3 separate regions of the Gossypium hirsutum genome follow, and regions 2 and 3 are each linked to region 1. Evidence: chromatin contacts called from public Hi-C data. All regions are on one chromosome and are shown on one strand. The core of a region is the stretch at or near the end of the contact, and the rest is flanking DNA. Distances in the headings are between cores, read along the strand shown. Region 1 holds the start of LOC107896430. Region 2 overlaps LOC107916292 (aminoacyl tRNA synthase complex-interacting multifunctional protein 1). Region 3 holds the start of LOC107916293.

What was found. A called contact is a pair of places that touch in the nucleus more often than the background predicts.
Region 2: a contact with region 1 is called in a Hi-C map of seedling, with 2.5 times the contacts expected there. The contact joins the enhancer-like site here to the promoter of LOC107896430 in region 1. A contact is called at or near these places in 2 of 34 Hi-C or Micro-C datasets (leaf and seedling).
Region 3: a contact with region 1 is called in a Hi-C map of leaf, with 2.2 times the contacts expected there. The contact joins the promoter of LOC107916293 here to the promoter of LOC107896430 in region 1. A contact is called at or near these places in 4 of 34 Hi-C or Micro-C datasets (hypocotyl and leaf).

The regions. Positions count from the first base shown.
Region 1 is chrA10:104,230,426-104,234,988 of Gossypium_hirsutum_v2.1, reverse strand. It overlaps LOC107896430, which reads right to left and starts at 2,334. Exons shown (of 7, transcript XM_016821597.2): 1 at 2,152-2,334; 2 at 609-1,800. The coding sequence starts at 2,158.
Region 2 is chrA10:104,068,587-104,073,149 of Gossypium_hirsutum_v2.1, reverse strand. It overlaps LOC107916292 (aminoacyl tRNA synthase complex-interacting multifunctional protein 1), which reads right to left. Exons shown (of 12, transcript XM_016845479.2): 6 at 4,343-4,459; 7 at 3,950-4,107; 8 at 3,726-3,816; 9 at 3,515-3,583; 10 at 2,970-3,061; 11 at 2,573-2,636; 12 at 1,993-2,340. The coding sequence ends at 2,236. Among protein-coding and RNA genes, the nearest start is that of LOC107916292, 4.6 kb to the right of the region's middle. Within about 2 kb of position 1,844, at least 5 of the 9 cell types and tissues checked have an H3K27ac peak or open chromatin away from gene starts, as enhancers often do.
Region 3 is chrA10:104,095,117-104,099,679 of Gossypium_hirsutum_v2.1, reverse strand. It overlaps LOC107916293, which reads right to left and starts at 2,248. Exons shown (of 13, transcript XM_016845481.2): 1 at 1,868-2,248; 2 at 1,597-1,761; 3 at 419-517; 4 at 182-304; 5 at 2-70. The coding sequence starts at 1,978.

The sequences.
Region 1 (4,563 bases), core at 1,085-3,584:
CCTAGCTAAATTTCATAAATTGGAATTCTAGATTCTGACTTCTTCAGTAAAGAAAGACACTTAGGCAAGATGACATCAACTTAGTGGTGATCTGTTCTATGATGAAAAGTGGAATTTCTTTTTCCATGTGTGAAATATACATCAATTAGATGGGAAACATGACAAGTGATCAAAGAAAGCCTATCAGTGTAATAGAAAGAAAGATAGTTGGCACTGGTTTCTTCAAGGTCAATACAATTAGCCTGCTACTAAAGTCAAATTTTATGTCTTGTCTCTAGGTCAAGACAGAATCTATGCCTAGGATTTTTCTTACAAAATAGATAATTGTTTATAATCAATATAACCTATTAGCAAGCTCTCCTTTAAGCTCCTCATATATTATAAGCATCAAATAGTACTTTTGACTACCTTGTGCTTCAGACAGATTTTCATATGTCACAAAGGACAACGTAGTTATAAACATTTGGGAACATAACATAAATAAAACCTCAAATAGAAAAGAGCATCATTCATATCTATGTTTTCCTATGCACCCAATTAGAGAGCCTATAAAGTAATGCATTCCATATAGACAATTAATTAAAAAATAAATAGTTCATGGAACATACATATCAATTGGACCTGACCAGTCAGGAACTTCTGCTTGAAAACCCTTGCCAATTCGAACACTAGTTGTATAAGGCTCAGCATCTCTCAACATTAATTCTATTGGACTGACTTCCCATTTAGATGATACATCTCTTTCTTTGCCCATTCCACCAGTGATACTAGAAGACCTTCTTGCAAGAGTCTCCTTCAGCACTATTCGCTTCTGTTTCATACACGACATACAATACCACTCATCAACCGGTGGTTTCTTTATCTTCTGTCTGCAGCAACGTACATGAAATGCCTCTTCACAATTATCACAAATTAGCATCTTTTGTGCTGTTCCCAAACGGTCACAAATTTTGCATAACCTAGAACAACTACTACCCCCACTAGTACCAATTTCCTCAATAGCACGAGCCCTAGATGGCCCAACTTCCTCAACATTCTCTGGCTTCTGAAGTACAGGGAGGCACATACCTTTTTCATATAGATCTTCCCTTAAAACTTCAGCACCTATTACACTAGAGGAGGTGCACTCACCATTTTCATCCATCTCACGTTTTGTGGAAGCTAATAAAGTATCCATATTTGACTTCGATGATGAACAACTATCATTTATACTGTCCACATCTATGGTTTTCAGCATAACAGTTTTATGTACATCATCAGAACTACGGTCGTCCATGGCAGAACATCCATTAGCAGATTCATACTTTAAACCGTGAGGCTCTCTATTGCATGCAAGAGGCATCACGGTATCTCCAACAGCTACATTTCTATGTTCCCCATGAGAAAATTCATTTCGCTCCAATGTTGCCACTGAAAAAGCATCAGAGCTGACAACAGAAAGACAAGCCCCACTTCTCTTTGAAGTCACTGGGGCCTCCGCACAACAGTTGACAACAGAAGCAGAACCAATGCCGCTGCTGCCTTGCCGTTTCTTCCTCCTACTGAAAACAAAAGCAGGCACAGGAACTTCAGACAGAACACTCATCGATGAGTGTTGAGAACCAGATCTTGGCAAAGGAGGGCATGAATACTCAGCCTCTTTGCATCCACTCTGACAAGTATCATTCAATTTAGGAGATACCTGCCAATTTCCATTTCCAGGCATCCAGTCACATAAAGAATCTCGTTTCCCAAGTTCAGATACATAAACTAAGCCGGTTTCAATTGAACTAGATATTGAAGTCTCCATCAGCAATTCACCTGCTATAATTCAACAACAGGAATCTGAGTGTTTTCCCTAGCACTCCCAATTTACTTCCACTAATAAAAAAATTCACTCTTTATTCCAACTCAACCTTCCTAGTAACCAAATATTAGTTCTATTCAATTCCAACCATTTTTTTCACCAAATATACCCAATAGGAAGAAAGTAAGCACGAGACTTTGGCATACCCTTTTCAAGAAAAACAAATAAACTATAAAAGTTCATCTTCGTTTTGGCATTAACCAGCCTTGACCATCTTTTTCTTCAAAAGAAATACAACAAGGCATGTTGGGTTTTGCAGCTTGTAGCAAGTAACAAAAGAGTGAAGGAAATTCAAGGGCGCAAACCTGGCATAATTGTTGAAATATGAAAACGAAATCGTCGAGGCAGAATCTGAACTCTGAAGAGAACAATGGGGCGCAAACTGGTGGGAAATGGACGGTGGGCTCAAAGGTGTTTCCTCTACACACAATTCCCTTTGGGCCTTTGATTTTGAATTTTCCACGCTTTTGCCAAATTCAGCTTTTTGAAAAGTTCTAACCTTTTCTTTTTTTTTTATATTGAAAAGTTTAAGGGTAAACTACATCATCTATCCCTAAACTTTATTTAAAATTACATTTCGATCACTCAACTTTCAAAAGTTACATTTAATGTTATTAAATTGTTACATGCTTGTCACTTGGCAGTTAACTTCAGTTTAGAAAATAACACTACACTTTAATTCAAAGGATTAATAACTAATTTGATCCCTAAACTATAATTAAAAAAATATTTTTGATATTTTAAAATTTTTCTTAACAATTATTGTAAAAAAAATTTAAAAAGTCTTAAAAATAAATAAAATAATTCATATAAAAAATCAGTTGCCACATGGAAAAATAAAAAAATTTTCAGCTAATTTTTTTCATATCCAAAATCATCAAAAATCATAATTGTTGAACTTTTACAAAAAAAAAATTAAGTACTCATTCATTTTGATTATTTTTTTTATTTGCTTTGTTGTTTTATGCTTTCTTCATTTTCATCTTTCTTTACCTTTTTTTTTTTCTCTTTTTCATGTGGATCAGCATCAGCTCCGCTCTTTTCAAATCATTAAAAATAATATATATATTTATATATATGTGTGTGTGTTTTATTTACAACTGAAAGTAATCCTTGACTTGAAATTTGACAAAGGAAATAATGAGTTTGGAGAAGAAGAAAAGTACCTTATATTATAAATTTTAAAAATCCAAAATTACAAAATTGAAATAGTAACTAGAAAAGAAATTATGAATTTAGAAAAGAAGTAGGGTGTTGCGTAATATAAATTAAAAGAAAAAATCTCAAATTCCAAAAAATTGAAATTTACCAAAGAACCAAACAATATAATAGAATATTTTGCTCTTCTATCGCTCTCTTTTTTCTTAATTTTTTTTCTTTCTTTTTTTCATAATTATTAGGAAAATCTTACAAATAGGTCATTGTTGGTTGAAGTTTTTACGATTCTCAAGAATGAAAACAATGTTGCAAGCCCAAATTGTGTTCTTGAAAACTCGAATAGCAATAATCAATCTAATAGTGGAATCCAAATCTTGCATTGAGATATATTTTGTTAAGGATCTTAGGACTTTGAGAACAAAATAAAACAAAATAAAATTGGCAAATCAATTTCGGGGTTAAACAACGTGAAGTTGTTGACTTGATTGAAGGTGTTCATCAACGATGGAAAGCAAATGGAATTTAGTTTGAAAGTTTCTGTAAAAGTTCAAATGCTATGATTTTTGATGAGATTGGATATGAAAAATTAGATGCAATTTTTTTTTTGTTTTTTCATGTTGTAAATGATTTTTTATATGATTTATTTATTTATTTTAAATATTTAAAAAATTACAATTATTGTTAAAAAAATTTAATATCAAAATAATTTTTTAACTATAGCTCAAGGACTAATTTAGCTATTAACAATTTGAATTAAGGTACAACATTACTTTTTTTTTAATGAAAGTTAACAATGGGTGACAAAAATGTAACAATTTAATAATATTATTGACTATTGCATAACTTTTGAAAATTGAATGACCAAAATGTAATATTAATAAAGCTTAAGGACAACTAATGTAGTTTGCCCAAAATTTAAACTACGTTCAAAGACAAAGTGTTATTTGTACAAGTTTGAATATCAAACCGATATTTAAGAGGAAAGCTTAATTATGATCTCAAATAAGTCTTTTTATGGAGCTTGTGTAATGACTTATTAAACACCGATTTAATTAGGCACTAATTCTTTTGGGGGGAATCAATTGTGAAAAGACGGACGAGTCCGACAGCAAGACCTAACATTTTTCCATCATTTGATTATTACTAACTGTACTAACTGAATACTCTGCTAACTAAGTTGTTAATGTATTACAGGTGGGTTAAAGATAGGTTTAACAAAGCACTTGAAGCATCCTGAAGATCGGAAATTTGAGAAACAAGGTCAACGTCACGACACAGACAATTTTGTATCGCAACATCGTGGGCAGTAACAAAGAAGTTCAAAAATCAACCTGATATTGCGACATCATTAACCTGTCGCGATACAGAATACAGTTTCTCAAGAATTCTAAAACTACAGGGTGTGTCGCTGTAACACCCTATACCCGGCCTGGTCGCCAAGCCCAAATACAGGATGCCACACCACCGTCTCATGTCATATACTACGAGTGAAAGTCCAATCTAAAAGAACCGTCTTTCTTATTATCATTCGTATAGGTTTTAAGTCAATAATATTTGTT
Region 2 (4,563 bases), core at 595-3,094, 160 kb after region 1:
TTTTTGGTCACCTAACTATGAAAAGTTACAAAATGATCACTAAACTATTCAATTGTCTTTTTGTGTCACCAGTTGACTAACATAAAAACGGAAACACCCAAAAATCCAAAATAATTATGTGACTGAAAACCAAAATTAAATAGTAGAGTGACTATTTTATAATTTTTCATAATTTAGTGACAAAAAAAAAAAGAAAAACATAATTCAATGAGTACTAATAGAGTTTACCCTTTATTATAATTAACTTCTAAAAAGAACCCAATCAATAATTTGGGCTTAGAAAAATATTTTGCCATCCAAATTGTACTACACATTTAACAAAAATATTGTTTTTTTAATCTAAGTTAAGTTTTAAAAAACATGCAACAATATTTGAATATTGTGCAATTAATTTTTTTCTAAATGTTATATAAATATAAATAATTTTTAAATAGTGATCATTGCTTTTGAAAAGTGCTTTTGAAAAGTACTGTGGAAAAGTGCTTTTGAGAAGTACTTTTGAGAAGTGCTTTGGAAAAATTTAAGTGTTTGATATTACTGTCAAAAAGTGATTTTGAAAAGTAAAATGTCCATTTTAGACATGATATTATAAAGTAACAAATATGTATTTAAATAATGTTCAAATTAGTTAATATTATGATATTTTAGTAAAAATATAAAAAAATAATTTATTATAACTTATTGTTAATATTTTAATATATAATATTAATTTTAAATATTTCTAAGTAATTAATTTTAATTATTTATTAAATTTAATTAGAATATATAAATTATATTTAAATATTTAAATATAATAATTAAATATTTGTAATTAGATATTGACACAATTATATTATTTTAAAAAATATTTTTTATTTTTAATTAATACTTTTAACATATTTGTAAAACTCATATTAAATAACCAATAAAGAGAACACAAAATAATAGCATCAAACACATTTTAAGTCAAAAAGTAAGGTTAAAAAGGTAAAATAACAGCCAAAAATACTTTTTGACTGAAAAAGTTAAAATTTACTGCTTTTTCATCTCTAAAAAAGCTCATCCCAAAAGTTAAAAAAGTTGCCCTAATGATATGTGTTCTTCATTGCTTTTAAGAGAAAAACAATTTTTTTAAAAAAAATTCATCCCAAAAGCAATGGAGAACACACCCTAATACTGGGGAGTCGGTGGAATCGAGGTTGACTTTAGAAGAGGGAATTTGGCAGTGTTGGGTGGACGCAGCTTTGTTTGAGAATGTTAGGAGCTGAGGTATGAAGGACATTTTGCGTGGAGCCGATGGCGTATTTATTAAAGTTTTTGCCCAATCGAATATCAGGGTACCCTCCGAAGCTATGGCGTTGCTAGAAGGATTGAGATGGGTGATTCAGTCCCTCGGTTCTAGGGGAGTTGTTTACACCGATGCTAAGAAGAGAGCTGCAACGGTTTATTGTAATGATGAAGATTTTATCTGAGTTTGGGCGCATCGTGCTTAAATGCAATAGTGTGGTGGCAGCAGGGTTTAATGGATTTGATGTTAATTCAACAAGGAAGCTCATAAGCTTGCTAGGTTGTCAATTTCTTTTAATGTTACGCAGTATTGAGATGTTGTTACGGACGTTTTAGTTTCCTGATATTAATTAAGTTTTGCTATGTTTTATATTTAAAAAAAAAAACTATATCTTCACCTAACATAAACGTAAGCTATGTCGTCTATTCTCATAAATCTCACAACACCAATGTCTCATGACATTAATGTAAAACAAATAACATGCAATGTCTCGCTGGAAGACAGGGCTTGCAAAATAATTGCTATGAATTCCGAGTAGGTATTCATGCATAACCCAGCAACCATCCAATGATCGAAACATCAACCATCGAGCGAGAAGAATGTTAACTTTACCCAGGAGTCAGTTTGGATTGTATGTTTGCATCACGGCTGAAGCTCAATCTATCACAAAATAAGTAAATGAACATTACGATATGAACAAGCTAAACAATCAGGACTCAAAATAGTTCAGAAAATATTTTTTGCTTAATTTTCTGGATCACCAAATTCCAAATAAATGTACTAGAAACAAAATTCTTTGATATTAGATTGTGAGGGACAAGGAACGACAATTCAGTGAGTTAAAAAAAAAAACAATTGCATCTTACAAGGGCTCTTTTTTGTTCCAGCAGCAAGCAATGTTGACTGCTAGAACTACAATTGGAACCTTACAAAGGGTAACATGTGCGTCCACGTATCGTTTTTGTCTTTCATTTGATGCTAGCTTTAGGAATGGAAGATGTGCATGGCCCTGCTGAGGTCATAAATGGAATACCTTTAAATGTGGCCACACCCTTCTCATCAGTGAAAAGATTCTGCAGCACAGGGAAATTACTTGTTACATGCAAAACCCGAAGCAACATATTCCGGTCTCTATGCAAACACTAAAGGTGATAGAAACCATTCATTGGATCCAACCTCCAAATATGGAAATGCAATAGGCAAAACAATAGTTAAAAATATTTGCCATTTCCACAATCTACGAAAAAGCATCACCAAGAATCCAAACCAGGTAAAAGCATCTGCAAATTAGAAAATGAAACATACCGGTGTTATTTTCTCCAACTGCTTCTTCTTTGGATTTAGGACATCTTCTGGCTTTCCATCAATCCTGGATGAATAACAACCTTTTTCATGCTATACCAGGAGAAAACTTCAACTCAAATCAATAAACACCTATCTCAAAACCAGACTACTTGCAAAAGGGAAATAGGGAATATGTACAAAACAAGGAGTTGTAATTGGAACAGAGCCATCTACAGACTAACAGAAACCCAATGCCCCAACCAATAGCTAAACAAGGACTCATGAAAAACTAAGCTGGCTCAAGAATAAGGTTTATGAATTGCAAACTAAATTACATGCTATCTCAGATAATCTCACAAAAGAAGATATATTTGCGCAATATCTATTTGTATTTCTACAGAACTCAAAACATGCTTACCCTGAAAATGAAATGGGCTCGCCAGGTTTAGCACCTTCAGGGGGCAGTAATGGCTCTACCTTGGTATGATCTTCATTAGAAGCACAAAGCACCTGAAAACCGGAGATTGCAAACAAGAAAAACAATCAATACCATCGATTCAAATATATAAGCAAACAATCTAACTCCAGTTTTAGAAATGGAAACCACCAATTATTCTGCTGAAAGAAAAACATATATGCTATCTACCACAAATTTGAGATCACTTACAATTTAAATGGACTGAGTTTAAGGAAATTGTTACAGAGGAAAGTAACAGAATCAAAGAATCACATAAGCTTTGTATTGTAGTTCAGGTTTGCTACTAAGCAGAAACAGGAACAAATTAAGCAAGCAGGCAGAATATGTATGCAGAGAGAGTCGCAAAAAACAAAAGTCATGGACATTTTTCAGTTATCTCAGACATTGACAAGGATATAATTGTTCAGTGACTGCACATAAGCGCATGCACATAAAAATGTTCAATGGAAAAGGATAACATGTTGACTAAATGCCAAGAAGCATACCAGTCCCTCTGACATCACATCTCGTAGCTTTCCAGGTTTTACATTTGTAATCAGCACAACACGACGATTCTTCACAGGCCACAGCACAAGCAAAAATCATGGAGAACATCAGTATGTAAGCTTCAGAGCTCAATGAACCAAAAAATATGAATACAAATGATAGAAGTCAAATAAACAGAAACTGCATGACAGCTAACTTAGAAAAGAATACCGTCAAGTCTTCTGGACTGCAATACTTGGCCAATCCACTAACAACCTGTCGTACTTTAGCCTCTCCGACATCTATCTCCTCTACCAGTAAACTGCATTTTAATAAAACAAAACATCATTCCACCAATTTTGCATCTAGACAGCCATAGAGAAGAATTAGTTAACTCAAACATAAAGATATTTAACCCCTTGAAAGGAAAGTACAAGACAAGTTTGTCAGCATACCTATCAGCAGATGGATGTTTCCATGCTTTACGTATAAGACCAACCTGTATATTCAGTAAACTGACACTGAGTTCTTTGTCTTTATCAGATGCTTCTTTTTCAGGTGCTTTCTTCTCTGGAACAGCTTCCTTATCTCCCTTAGCCTTTTTCTTGGCATCCTGAAAATGAAAAGGTTATCGTCATAGAATTTTACCAGCATGAGAATCTAGAAAAAGCTTGGGCACTGATAATTAGAGTATGGATAACCACCTGTTGTTATGAGAGTTAATTTAAGCAAGATACTACTTGAATAAGTTCTCTCAAACGGTGAACATTGAAGCAATTACCAAGTGAAAAACACCAAGAAGTTACAAGAATATATACTAGAATAAAGAATAAGGGCAAAAATGGTACCGCGGAATCACTTTTCTTTGCATTTTTTTCTGCATCTGGCTTGTCTGCAATTTTTGTGTTTTGAACAGTCCCTTTAGCACTTGAAGTTACTTCTGGCTTAGCTGCAGCTTTTGCCATCTGCAACCAGATTTTGTAAATAACATTAAGAAATAATATGCTATCCTGACTATATGTAATTGCCAACTTTCAGTATCCCCCCCCCCAACCCCAACCAAAAAAAA
Region 3 (4,563 bases), core at 999-3,498, 140 kb after region 1:
CCTCACTATCCATGACATCAATTACTCTAGCCCAGGTTGAAGATATTGTGATAAGATTAAGCAAGGCAACCTTCCATACAAACAAGAAAACAGAAACAGAAAGTTTCCATTATTAAAATTTAAATACTAGATAATAGTTGGCAGGCAAAATTAATGACAAATAGATCAAGTGTTGTCATACCCAGAGGAACAATCCAATTCTAACTGAAACATAAAACCAACCATGGTTTCCCCAACCTTGAGCATCAATAGGGCTGTCATGACCAATACTGACTTTAAGTTCGGTGGAAATCCCAACTGAATTCTACAAACAGTTTGCACCACAGGTTAGTACAAAATTATATGAAGAACCAATTTTCTGATGACAAACAAGGATCAAAAATGAGAACACCACCACCATGTGGACTTTTTGGATTACCTTTGAATGAGATTGTAAAGTCTCCGTTGATGAAGTATGCCATAGAATGAAGAACACAACAAGTGATACACTAAAAAGCCTGTGTATAAAAACCAAAGCCTGGAATTTCAAGAAGTACCAATTAGAGGACAAATATAACAAAACATGAAGAATATTACCGGCATGAAATGGTTATGGACCTCACGGATTTCTTCTCAAGGATATTTAAAGGCTGAAGTGACAAAGTACAACAGACAGTTGTGCATAGACCACTGAGGCTAATGATCCCAAACTTAAATAAAACATTGATACATTGACCTAATGAAACAACCCCGAACAATGCCAATAAAATGCAATGTTGTATCACTATGTTGGCATGTTCTGAAAGTAATATATTAAAATCAATAAGAGGCCATACAACATGGCAAAATGACTTAAACAACCATATACGAAAGGTGGATGACAAAATCATTTCCATTATTGTTTAGTTCAATGATTAAGGGCATGCATTACCACACAAAAAAACCTTCCGCGGATCACATGTATGGTGGTATTCCCTGAAGGAAGCAAAAGGTCTCAGCTTCAAGACCATTTAAGTGAGGGATCGCAGAAAGTAACTTTCCAATGTTTAGCTAAACAAATTGGCACCTAAATGTTTAATATATTAAGTTCTGCAAAAGCCACTTTATCACCTATACTAACAACAAAGAGAGCTAAAGTTTCTAATTCACTTCTCTCAAGACCCCACTCTCGGAACCATTTCCAGGTCAGTCACTCTGTTCACCGGCATTATTGACTACAATAAGAGATAGACTTTATAATTAATCTGTCCCAGAGCTCTACTCTACCGGAACCATAACTAGGTTGTAGCTCTCTAGTCTCTACGTAAACCAAGTACAAATTAACAGCAACTCAGTCATCCTTATTTAAAGTAAAATTATGCAGTTTGTTATCAATGAAAGTTAAACTGTCCACGCTTAGTTCTTCAAAACTATGATTAGGTTTTATATCCCAATTCAATATTTTACTGCTAAAAAAAAACGGAGCAGAAAAATCAATAACAAAAGAGCCAAACTTTCCACTTCATCCCTAAACTTTTATATATAAATACAGCCCATTTTCAACATTTCAGTAAAATTCTAAAAATCCAAGAATAAAAGCAATAAAGAAAATGAATTATGAAGTGAATTGAGATTTACCTTGACTTTGGAAAGATTAGGCAAAGAGAAGATGAGAGTAGAAAGAGGAGCAGCTATCAAAGTCAACACTAAAGACCCAACAAACAATTCAGGCAAATTAGATAATCCCAATGAAATTGCCCCTTCATCCCTCAATGGCAGCACCACAAAATAAGCACTCAAAATCTGGGGGGGAAAACAAAACAAACACACAAAAAAGCCCAATTCAAAATTAAGACAATTTAATTAAAATTAAAATGAATTATGGAATGAGTTAATATTATTAACTTACAAAGAAGAAACATGAAGAAGAATGGAGCAAAGCAGAGATCTCGTGAGGATGCACTGTTACGAAAATGGAGATGAATGCATCTAAACGCCGCCGACTAATTAATTCTATCATTTATTTATTTATGTGTGTATATATTGGTTGGGTTATTCAGTTGAAAATGGAGAATTGAATCAAAGAAAGAAGCTTGATTTCAACATCAATGGAGACATATACAGATGATCTCAAAGCAGAGACCTTCTTCGTTTTTTAACGTTAATTAAACAATTTCATCAGATCCCCATTGGTGTTGATTATTTAGCTTTTTGCCTCAGTATAATTTACTATTATAAAATGTGCTCCTTAATTTTCACATTCTTTAAAACAAGACTAATTTGTAAGGTCAACGACCACCGCACTTTGCACGGGATATTTTATAAAGTTATTTATCATATTATACATTTTTTGACACTCGTAAATATTAAATTTTATGCAAGTGTTGAATAGAATGTACAAAATGTATGTGTGTCAAAGTCTTTCTAACACGATTTTCACTAAGTATCGTGTACTTTGTTGTTAAAAACACAAATTTGAGTTGGGGTAACAACTCGACTCCTATAAGTGTTGGGTTCAAACAATTTTTTGACTCATTAAAGTCAATACTCATGATGTTGACTTCATTTTATCTCAAGTTAGTCGAACCTCTTCCCCTTTCTTATAAATTTTACAATTTTCCAAAAAAAAAAAAGTCATTTTGAAATAACTCCCCCAGAAATTCTTTTGAACATCTACAAACCTTAAACCATTCCAACTACTTACAAAGTTTCTATAACTCACTTAAATCACTTTTTTTTCCATAATTCATGAATCAGTACTATGAAAATTGTCATCAATTTTTGTACCCAATATTATGTTATTATTGTGCTTAACAAATGCTAATAGTAAATTTCTTAAAGTAGTCCCTCAGGTTATGGACTTTAAATTGGATTGTGGTTATGATGTTGAGTTGCCAATAGTCCATATTTATCATGTATATTATTATATTGTATTACTATTGATTGGATTAGTGTTTTATTAGGATTGTATTAGATCTTCTATTGTAAACAAGTTTTGAAATCATGTTTATCTATTTGAGAGACTTGCATAGGAAAATGTACTAATTATTGGGCACTTAATCTATTATTATGAGAATATTTTTGTAAAAGTGATGTTTTTAAAGTAAAACTTATTAATGTGGTTTTAATTGCTATGAACACAAAGGGTATTCATAATAGTGAGAGTATTGTATCTTCAAAGTGCAAGAGTACGGTGTATGTGATTGAGTAGGTTGACTTTGTACTTGTTGAAGAGGTATATTTCTCGTTGAGCTAGGCTCCATGGACATAGGGAAATCGAACTGTGTAATCATATTCTTATGTTATGTGTGTTTTTTGTTTTTCCATTTAGTGCCTGGACAAGTATCCACCAACTTAGGCACCAATTTCATTGTGTTTTTTTTTCTTTTAGCGACACCCTTTCTGTTAACATTTGTAATGTTCAAATTTAATATTTGATAACTTCAAATGGGAAGATGGCAAATTGATTTATGACACAAATCCATTTAAATGGATACATGATTTCAACTAATGATAGAACTGTATTCCAATCTGAATCTCCTTTTAACATAACCTTTAAGAATTATGTTTCCTTGGAGAGAACAAAAAGGAGAATTTCGAAGAAAATCCATGATGGAACTACCAAATGGATATCCAATTTCAAGTATACATTTTTGAGGTCTAATAAAAGGGGAGTAAATACGTTGTGGTGGATCTCAACAATGATAAAACTGTTGATACTACGGTGTTTGGGCACCAAGAAAGTGTGGGCGTTGCAATGGAGTTGTTAGTGCAAGTCAAAGATATTCTCGATGCTAGGTACAAAATTTTGAATTATGCAAGCATTTCGCCTATCTCGGTGCCAATATATCATTTAGAAATTCCATCAATACTAGATATTTTAGGGTTCTTTTCCTAATTACTATATTTAGGAGTCCCGAAGAATCCTTCAATGTCGAATATTCCTAGTACATATCTTGAGAGCATACTCAGGAATCTATAATGTTATGTATTCATGAGTTGTATAACAAGATGTTGGTTATGTTAATAGGTGGCAATCTCTAATAAATGTAGTTTAAGATGAAGCTCAACCTACCTGATTTGATGTGTTCACGGAACCAGAATGTCGTGATGATGACATTGGTGACTTCACTAGAGTCAAAACTAAAGCATAAGTCTAAAAAGAACTCGATGTTGAAGTTGTAGGTGTTAATGGTCCCAAGTCGTAAAATGAACCAATAGTTTTTATCATCATCGTACATGAGTCGTCAAGTTATTATCGAAACACTGAATGGTAACATTCATAGGCATGAATTTTTTGTCTGATTGATAACAATGGTGAGCTTACAATTGGCCTAATTTTTCCATCAAATTATGTTGCAAATAGAAGAATCAAGGACTATAACATTAGATAATCGGTGGATTTCAAGGTCATGAAGTCTAGTACCAACATTTATGAGTGTAAATGCATTAAATACAACTAAAATTACATGTGGGTCATTTTGGTAGCCTAAATATAGAAGAAACATATATGAGAATTTTGCAAATATCTACCTTTCCACCAAAGTTGTAAGAAACAACGACCATATTGGTATGTGAAGTATTTTAACCACTTCAAAAAACTTG